Linked DNA regions of Mus musculus: regions 2 and 3 are each linked to region 1. Evidence: chromatin contacts called from public Hi-C and promoter capture Hi-C data. All regions are on one chromosome and are shown on one strand. The core of a region is the stretch at or near the end of the contact, and the rest is flanking DNA. Distances in the headings are between cores, read along the strand shown.

Region 1 (3,146 bases), core at 197-2,696:
GAAACAGAATCTCTGTCCTTGTAGAGCACTGGTTTGAGAAACCAAAAGGAACACATACCAAAACATGGCTTTGGAGGTGATGGGAAAGTCGAGGCTTGGAAGTGCACATGACAGTGCAGAATGAGAAATGGGGTTAGTGGTCAAGCCCCGGTGGCAGGCCACTTTTGATTTGAGCCCTTACTTCACAACTTAGACGACTTGCTTCTCTTTCCAGAAGCTTCAGTTTTCTCATCGGTGCAATGGGGCCAAAGTGGGGGTAGGGGAGCCACGATCTCAGGACTTAGAGAGAGGCTGTTACTGGCTAAGAAGCCCTGTTTCTCGGTGTCTTAACATTGACAGTTGTCACCACTGTTCTGTCCTGTAGGATGTGACCTTGTTTGGATCTCTTCTTCTTTCCTGGGATTTTATCCTTGGATTCATTGAAGGCGGATCAAGCCCCTTCTTCCTTCCTTCCGGCTTTTGCATTTGTAGTTCCCCTTAGTGGGACCACTCTTTCTCCACCTGGCACTTTCACATTCTTTTGTGTTCATGCCACCCAGGAAGGAGAGGCTTCCCCCTCAATCTCAGACTAGAGTAGAATGCATCCGAAACATCTTCATGTCTAATTGTTTTCATATCTCTTATCATCATCATCTGTTATATTGATTTTTTTCTTATTCGCATTAATACAGGTTCCCAGAGGAATCTTTGCTCCGTGGAGCATCCCCGGCCCCAGGACCCGTAACTGCCACTTTATCATAAATGGTGTCTGGAATGAATGGATGAGTGAGGGCGAACACGAATGCCCCGGCCTCTGCATCCTTGCTCTGCTGCAGCGGCGGGCTACCTGGCTATTCACACATTGTCCACCACCCCTCGATCCCCGCGTGGGGAGCTCGCACGGGAACCAAGTCGTACTAGCGAGCCGCTTCCTGCCAGCATGGGCGGCGGCCGCTCGAGGATCTTGCGGCTAGAGTGCTCGCGCGTGAACCCCGCCCCGCCCCGCCCCGCCCCCACATCCAGGCCCCGCCCCACAGATGCGCTCCCCGGACTGTAGGCCCTGCCCATTCCCGCCCCCTTGCCTCAGGCCACGCCCTTCTCTCCTCCCCGTCAGGCCTCAGGCTCAGGCTCCCGCAAAATGCTTGTTATGCTCCCGGCCCCGCCCTTATCCCCCTCCCCATCAGACTTCAAGCCCGGTCCCCGCCGGTGTTCTCAGGCTCGCGGAGGCACCCTTAACATCAGGCCCCGCCCTCGTCCGGCCCCCAGTTTAGGCCCCGCCCTTACTCGGTCCCCATCAGGCCTGCCTCAGGTCTGGTACCTCCATCTGCTCCTCAGACTGCGGCCCTTGCCCTCGCCCCGCCCTCAGCATCAGACCCCGCCCCTCACCCCGCCCTCCTAACAGGCCCCGCCCCGCCCGCCTCGCCCCCGCCGCTGAGCTCCTCTGGTCGTCGGCCCCCTCCCGCCTCATGTGGCCCGGCCCGCGGCGGCCGGCGGCTGAAAGCGGCGAGGCGGCGGCGCGCGAAGCCCGGAAGGCGGCGGCCGAGGCCCAGGCGGCGGACCGGAGCGGCGGGAGCGGGGCCCGGGTTGGCCCTCGAGCGGCCGCCGGCTCAGCATGCGCGCCCGCCGGGGGCTGCTGCGGCTGCCGCGCCGCTCGCTGCTCGCCGCGCTCTTCTTCTTCTCGCTGTCGTCCTCGCTGCTCTACTTCGTCTATGTGGCGCCCGGCATAGGTAGGAAGGCGACCCTGCGGCCACCCCACGCCTCTTCCCGCTGCGGCCCGCGCCGCCGCCCCGGCCGACCCCGCGCTCCGTGACTCGCCGTTTCCTGCCGCGCCACCCCGCAGCCCGCCCGCACACGCGGCCTCCTCCCTGACGCAGCCGCCCGCGCCCTCCGCGGCCGCGCGTTGGCTGCCCAGACCCGGCGGGGCTGCGGGCTGCGCGCCCCTTTCCCCTCCCCCCCCTCCTCCCTGGAGCCCGCCGCTCGCCCGCCGCTCATAGCGGACCCGACCTGCTCTGGGGACCGATGGGAAGTTTGAATTGGCCATGGAGGAGGTGCTGTGACAGGGGCCTTGAAGAAGCGGTGCCAGGTGGAAGGGAGGGGGGGGTCGCCCAGAGAAGAAACGGAATGGGTAGCAGTTCTCCAAGGTCCGCCCTTTAGAGGGGGAGACCGCCTGGAGAGAAAACGAGCCCTTCCCGGAACAGACTGGACGCTGATGAGAAGGCAAAGGCAGCGAGAGGGTTAAAGGCAGAGGACACTGAGGTCAGATGTCCTGTATGACCTTGGGCCCTCAGCTTCTCTTCTCTGTAAAATGGGGACACGAATCCCAGCCTTTAAAGGACAGAGGGCCATAAATGCCCTTTAAGCTTTTCTCCCTATAGCGGACGCCCAACGTCTTCGAAATAAATACATACATAATAAATAAATATTCGCTGTTACAGGTAGTTTGGGGGACAGAAGGAAAGAGTTTTAAGGAATGCGACTTGCCTCCCTTAGTGTGGTCTTGGAGTGCTAGTGAAAACTTCAGCCCTTGGTGAAAAATGAGAAGATGCTGTTGGGGGTGGGGCCGAGGGCGAGAATTCTGGATGGTTGGGATGGGTGCCGCTTAGGGGAAGTGCCTTTGAGATCGGAGTAGTAAATGCTGGTGTTCCCTGTTGACCTGGCAACTCTGAACTGGCAGAGAAATTTCCAGAGAAAGAGGGAGAGAGGGAGAGAGTCTCTCCCCTGATTATTTTTTTTTTTAAAGCTTGTTTCACTTGATGTTTAAAGTTGGTGTTTCATGCTGTCAGCCTGACCTGGGAAGATGGAAAAGCTAACTTGAGACTGTCCTCACTGATTTGGTGAGTGGCATTCCACCAGGGATGTATAATTATTGTGGCTTGTTAGGCTTGCTAAGTAGAAGGGCAGGAATTCTGGCTGAACAAGAATAGATAACTAATTAGTGAAATTAATTGAGAAGAGAGCTCATTAGCGAATAGGATATTAGATTCTCACAAAATGAGAGTGAAGTGATAGGTTTAAACCTGCAGGCATCTTCCAGCCAGACCCTCTATTTTTCTTCCTTTTGTGAAAGTGACAGGTGTTTCTGGTCTGGGTCTGTGTATCTCCTGTATCTCCATGGTGATCAGCCTTTTTCGATGAGAAAGAATAGAAGCCAGACTCTTCAACAGAAA
Region 2 (3,146 bases), core at 189-2,688, 440 kb after region 1:
TGGCTTCCCAAAGCCCAACTAGAACACCAAACAGCCAGAGGGGAGAAAATTCCTTTGCACAAATGGAAAAGTGAAGAAGAGTTGAGTGTGGTAGCCTACACTTGTAGAAAGATAACGCTCTAAGTCTAGCCTGGGCTATGAAAGACCCTTTATCCAAAATAAATAGATAGACAGACAGACAGATACCTTCCATGTCTTCATAAAATAACAGAGCATTCACCATGTGGCTCTCATACATGGGACCCAGCAATAAAAAGTTATCCTTAAAGATAACTCAGAGCAGATGAGAACCGTGAGAAACAAGCAGTAGTTACTACATATAAGGTCAATGCTACAGGACACATAAACGTGGGTGATGTGGCCATCGCAGTGAGAACTGAGAACTCCTCCCTAAGAAGGGAACTTGAAAGGCAGGGAGGGAGGCAGCCCCGCCAAGATCTGAGGTCAGCTGCTTCTAACATCACGAAAGCTGGGGACTTAGCATACAGGACGGGACTATGAATACTTAAAAGAGCCGGTCATGGAGGCGACAGTGCTTATGGAGAGACGAATGGCCATGGTCAGCAGTTCAGGCGAGCCCTCTGGGAAACACAGCCTGCAGTCAGCGGAACCTTCAAGCCACTTAACCGAATATGCAAGTGAAGAATCGTAAGTTTGAGGAGAGGGTAAAAATGCCATTTCAGTGGAAGAGATTGTTCAACACGTGAGGGAGCACGGTTTCCACGCCCAGCATCACCTAATTATTTAAAAACTAGGAAATTCGTAGAGAGGCAAGGACTAGCTCTGAATTACACTCCTAGGGAAAGACGGAGTGTGCGTGGGGACAGATTATCTAACTGGAAAGCCGGCGAGCCCCAGGCAGGGGAACACCATTCGCCTGTAGGTTCCTTAGGTCCTAGGGACACGAACGTCACAGCCAGCTGAAACCCGAGGGCCAAGTCCACTCTGGCGGAGGCCAAAGCCCCGCGAAGTCAGAGTGGGCGATCTCCGGCCTCTTTTAGAACCAGGGACCCAGACCGGCTCGGCCAGGTCAGGCCTCGGCGCGGAACAGCGCTCACGCTGCGGGCCCCGGCGCGCCGAGAACGGACGCGCGGGCTTGACCAATCCGCGGACGCCTACGCGGCGGCGCGACCAATCCCAGCAACGCTGGAAGGGAAGGGGCGGGAGCTCGAGAAGCTCGCGTGAGGCCGAGCCCCAAGCTGCCCCAGCTTCCCGGAGCGGTCAGGCCCGACCCAGAGGCGGCGTGCGGGGAAGACCAGGCGCGCGTCCTCGGGCTGAGGCCCAGATCCACCTCCCAGCGATCGGCCCCTCCCTCAGCCGCGTCCCCGCGGCCACCCTGCTCGCTCCATGCCTCACCTCGTGGGGACGCCGAGACCGAGGAGGGAATCCCAAGCGAGAGCTGCAGCCGACACTACCCCACTCCAGCCGCTGCTCCGCCTCACATTCAAACCCTGGCAAAATGGCGCGGCGGCTAAGGTGGCGGCCACTGCGCATGTGCGAGTGAGACCGGGACGCGGGGTGGAGCCAGGAATGCTTTGGCCCCACCCCGGCTGCGAGGGCCAATCGGAACCATTGCTCGGGTCTGCGGTGACGTCACAAGAGACCGTGCCTTTTGACGCAGGCTTCTGTTTTGGGTTTCTTTCCTCAGACCCTAGCAGGTTCTGCGAGTGGCTCCTAGTGGCTTCTAACTGTTGGATGGAACGTGCTCGTTCACGCCTGAGCGAAGGGACAGAGCAGAGCGTCTGTTCTAGGACAAATAGAATAAACGAATGAGTAAGAATTTCAAGCTAGGGGATAGCACGCTTGGTTAAGCAAGTGATAGCTGCGCAAGGAAGAAGACGGGAGTTCGAATCCCCAGCACCCACATAAAAGCCAGCCTGACTACAATTCCGTACCTGGGGAGGCAGACACAGGAAGATCGCTGGGGCTTACTGGCCGGCCTGTCTAGCTAATTGGTGAGCTTCTGTTTCCATAAGAGATCCAGCCTTGAAAACTAAGAGAGCAATGGATGAAGACACCCACATTCATTCACTCACACACACATGATTTCAGAAGCTGAAGGCGATGGCTCATGCTTGTTACCACTTGGCACTTGGGAGGCAGAAGCAAGACAATCGCCATTTATTTAAGCCCAGCATGGTCTACACAGAGGCCAGGCATAGCTACACAGTGAGATCCTTTCTCAAAAAAAAATTTTTTTTTTCAGACGACGATGTAGTTGGTGGCAACTTAAAGGTAACTGGGATGTTCATTTGACCCTTGAACAAGAGAAATCTTATCTTTTCAAAAGCCAGGAGACAGTTGTGTGACTGTACGCCTCGCAAGCAAAGAAAGGTGAAGGTCTAGAAGCAGGTTTTTGATCAAGACTGAAGCCTAGTGTTCTGTAGTAAGACCGGGCTGAAGAAGCCAGCTTAGCTTGCCTTCTCTGTTCCTCTCTGCTACAAGCTTACCCCACTTTACTGCACTGATATGTGTTCCTTCCTGTCTCTGGGTCCAGGAGTAGCTGGCTCACTTTGCGTTTTAGCCAGTAAAGGACAGGCTGCCTAGCTTGCCATGAATTCCAGGTCACAAACACTCATTTTCATAATCGATACTTCATGGGAACGCTTACCCTCAAAAGCATGCATTGTTTATGTAAGGTTCTCATTAAACTGTTTTTTTTTTTAAGATTTATTTATTTGTTATATGTAAGTACACTGTAGCTGTCTTCAGACACTCCAGAAGAGGGCATCAGATTTCATTACGGATGGTTGTGAGCCACCATGTGGTTGCTGGGATTTGAACTCAGGACCTTCAGAAGAGCAGCCGGTGCTCTTAACCACTGAGCCATCTCGCCAGCCCTAAACTGGGTTTTCTGTATCTTACCTGGTTGGCTTGACTTCATTCTATCATCCTGAGTTAATTTATGTAACAGGAGGGGTGCGTGGGTGCCATGGTAGCTGTGTGAGGTCAGGTCTCACCAGCTTGTGGGTCCCAGGGATTGAACCCTGGCCCTCAGTCTTGGCAGCAAGTGCTTCTACCCTCAGCCCTCCTCCTCATGCTGTCTGCAAGGCGTGTGAGTTTCTTGTGTTTCTTCTACACAAGAGCTTAAGTCTTACTGCTCTTCTTTATAGCCGTGCCTCCAACACTCAGCACACCCCAGCTGC
Region 3 (3,146 bases), core at 341-2,840, 350 kb before region 1:
AAAGCCACCAGTGTTGAGTCCGCGGCACCCTGACCCACACCGGACCTAAGTCATCCAGTAGTGACAGGTAGGCCTCACCATCACTGTCTCCTATCTGGGCCCAGCGGCTGATGAGAAAAGAGCCAGCTCTGACATCCAGCATACCCAGAACTTGATGAAGAGTCTCATCTTATGAAGAGTAAGTCACAGATCCTATGCCATTGTTTTGCAAGCACTCAGAGGCTTCAGAGAGTCTGAGGACCCCCAACCTCTGAGAAGCTGAGGGGGGGGGCTTATGGGGCAGCCAAGCCTTGTCCTCAGAGCACCAGGACAGGCATCCGGGATTCAGAACCCCAGACAAGTTTAAACATCAACAAATTAAAGTGTCAATGAGGATGCTCTAATGATGGTGGTGATGCTGGCTTAACCCTCCAGATAATAAAGAAATGATGGCTCTATAGCGGTAAAAATAAACGAGGGGCTGGTAGATGCCTCTGTGGGTAAGGTGCTTGCTTTGCAAGCTTAAGGGCCTGTGTTCAGAACCCCAGGACCCACGTCAAAGCCATGTGTGATGATGTGAGCCTGTAACCTCAGTGCTGGGGAGGGGGAGACAGGCTGACCCTAGGCCAGACAGTGCAACCCAAGCCATGAGCTCCAGGTTCAGTGAAAGAGCCTGTATCTAAAAATAAGGTAGAGAGCCACCGAGGAAGACACCAGCCTGTGACCTACTGCCTCCACAGGTGCACATGCCCCCCATGAAAACACACACGCGTGTGCGCATGTATGCACGTGCACACACATACACACACGCAAACACAATGTGTGCACATACATACCACACGAACCACACACACCATACACACACACCACACACACATATCACATACTATACACATACCAGACTCGTCATACCATACACACCACACACACACACACATACAAACCAGTCAATAAATAGTTAGGTAATTAGAAGTATGTATAGGTCAAGGCTCAGTGGGGAAACGTGCTTACTGCCAAGCCTGACCACCTGAGTTGATCCTCTGGACCCACAGTGAGGGGAGAGCCAACCCCTCCTACAAGTTGTCCTCTGACATCCACCACACAGATAAATAAATAAGTCAATAAATAGTCACAAAAGGTGGGGCAGTTGTGGCACACATCTTTAATCCCAGCACTTGGGAGGCAGAAGCAGGCAGATTTCTGAGTTTGAGGTCAGCCTGGTCTACAGAGTGAGTTCCAGGACAGCCAGGGCTACACAGAGAAACCCTGTCTTGGAGGTGGAGGTGAGGGTGGGGGAGAAAGAAAGAAAAAAAGAAAAAAAAAAGTCACAAAAGGTTATTTTAGAAGCAAATAAGTAACTACTTGAAAGTTGGAGGCCATCCAAGCTTATCTACATTGTTTCAAAGTTCCTTCCCTCCAATGTCTGCGGGGTTGGAAGAGGGAGAAGTGGCCTTACAAACCTGACCCCCTGACCCAGTATGATGGCCGCTGCTGAGCCCAGGGCTCCAGAGACAGAAACTGGAAATTGACTGCAAGTTTGAGGCCTGCCAGGGCAGTCTGGTCTCAAAAACCCTAAACCAAAACCGAAAGTGAAGCCTGCAGTACTTGCTTTGGTCAGGTGACCAAGAGTGTCACTGTCAGCACTGGGACAGAGTAGCACTCAGCCCTCTGGGTCCTGCAGAGGCTCAGAGCCTGAGTCACATTCAAGGAGATTGTGCAGCTGCTGCGGGGACCAAGCCACAAACAGCCCCCTGGAGTCCCCGACCTGCTAAAGACAGTGAAGGCCATGAAGCCACCAAGGCCAGCCTGATGTGCATAGTGAGTTCCAGGCCAGCCAGAGCTACATAGTGAGACTGTCTTAGAAACAAACAAAAATGTTATTTATTTATTTATATTTTATTTTTTGGCTTTTTGAGACAGGGCTTCTCTGTGCAGTCCTGGCTGTCCTGGAACTCGCTCTGTGGACCAGGCTGCCTTTGAATTTACAGAGATCCACCTGCCTCTGCCCTATAAGCGCTGGGATTAAAACTGTGTGCCATCACTGCCCACCAAGAAACAAAGATTTTAATAGATTTACCTATTTTTATTTTATGTGCATTGGTGTTTTGCTGGCATATTTGTCTGTGTGATGGTCCCCTGGAACTGATATTATAGACTCCAGTTGTGAGCTGCCATGTGGGTGCTGGGAATTGAACCCAGGTCCTCTGGAAAGGGCAGCCGGTGCTCTTAATGACTGTGCCCTCTCTCTAGCACCAACAAAAAGTTTACGAGAAACAAATAATGAAGGACTGGTGAGAACTCAATGATTTATTCCCAGTCCAGATGAAATATGCCCAAGTTTGTCATTTTCCTATAAATCTTCAATCTTTTTCAAGATGACAAGTGTTTTTTAACACAGAGACCGACAGACAGACACACACACACACACACACACACACACACTTTGGACCACATGTTTGTACAGTATCCATCTCAGCCACCCCTAAAGAGCCCAGATGGAAACCAAATTGTCCCCAAGCTATAAAATGAGTGGCCACTCAGCAATAAAAAGGACTAGCAAGTCACACACTGCCACTTAGAGAAACGTGAAGTTGGAGTTGGGGACCAAGCATGGGATTCCTTTAACACAATTCACAGAAATGGGTGAACAAGTTCTTGTTATCAGAACTCACGGTATAGTGGCAGGGGATGCAGCTTGTCTAGTGTGTACAAGGTCAGGGGTTCAATCCCCAACATTTCATGAAACTGGCATAATGTAGGTCTCTAATCCCAGCACTCCAGAAATAGAGGCAAGGGGATCAGCATTTTAGGGGTAACCTGGGCTACATGCCATACTGTCCTAACAACAAAATCAGAGTACTGATAACCTGGGTGTAGGGAGGGGCTCTTGGGCATTGGCTTGGCCCTTTGAGGCCCCCGGCAGGGACAGCTAAGTGCCTTTGCAGGTGTGATGGTAGACTAAGGAAGAGGAATCCACAGCAGGAGTTGGCCACATGGACAGACAGGATGAGGCTGTAAAGGAAGTCACACATGGTCTTGGAGTAGGCCTAAGGGGACTCGAGCAGGGTGCAATGCAGTTCTTGGAATGGCCTGGGAGAACCTCATGGCACATGCCTGGGGTCAGGGACGAAGGCAAGAGATGCCATGTCTGTGTATCAGTCACCAGC

Evidence for each region. Promoter capture Hi-C pulls out the DNA fragments that hold promoters and counts their contacts. A called contact is a pair of places that touch in the nucleus more often than the background predicts.
Region 2: a Hi-C map of Th1 cells shows a contact between it and region 1, with 5 times the contacts expected there. The contact joins the promoter of Cse1l here to the promoter of B4galt5 in region 1. A contact is called at or near these places in 3 of 39 promoter capture datasets (the C10 cell line, liver and stem cell-derived epiblast-like cells), 2 of 484 Hi-C or Micro-C datasets (Th1 cells and embryonic stem cells) and 1 of 115 datasets of contacts at active chromatin or transcription factors (microglia).
Region 3: a contact with region 1 is called in a promoter capture Hi-C map of pre-B cells, with 2.2 times the contacts expected there. The contact joins the enhancer-like site here to the promoter of B4galt5 in region 1. A contact is called at or near these places in 5 of 39 promoter capture datasets (fetal liver, liver, pre-B cells and 1 more), 2 of 115 datasets of contacts at active chromatin or transcription factors (effector CD8 T cells and memory CD8 T cells) and 1 of 9 other capture datasets (adipose tissue).

Annotation. Positions count from the first base shown.
Region 1 is chr2:167,347,478-167,350,623 of GRCm38.p6, reverse strand. It overlaps B4galt5 (UDP-Gal:betaGlcNAc beta 1,4-galactosyltransferase, polypeptide 5), which reads left to right and starts at 1,446. Exons shown (of 9, transcript NM_019835.2): 1 at 1,446-1,706. The coding sequence starts at 1,592.
Region 2 is chr2:166,904,388-166,907,533 of GRCm38.p6, reverse strand. Cse1l (chromosome segregation 1-like (S. cerevisiae)) reads right to left here and starts at 1,438. Exons shown (of 25, transcript NM_023565.3): 1 at 1,357-1,438. It overlaps Gm31204 (a long non-coding RNA gene), which reads left to right and starts at 240. Exons shown (of 3, transcript XR_866966.3): 1 at 240-1,955.
Region 3 is chr2:167,696,540-167,699,685 of GRCm38.p6, reverse strand. A530013C23Rik (RIKEN cDNA A530013C23 gene) reads right to left here. Exons shown (of 2, transcript NR_110334.1): 2 at 2,273-3,146. Among named protein-coding and RNA genes, the nearest start is that of A530013C23Rik, 7.4 kb to the right of the region's middle. Within about 2 kb of position 1,590, at least 228 of the 459 cell types and tissues checked have an H3K27ac peak or open chromatin away from gene starts, as enhancers often do. A contact at or near this core is called in adipose tissue, effector CD8 T cells, liver and 2 more, where this site is marked.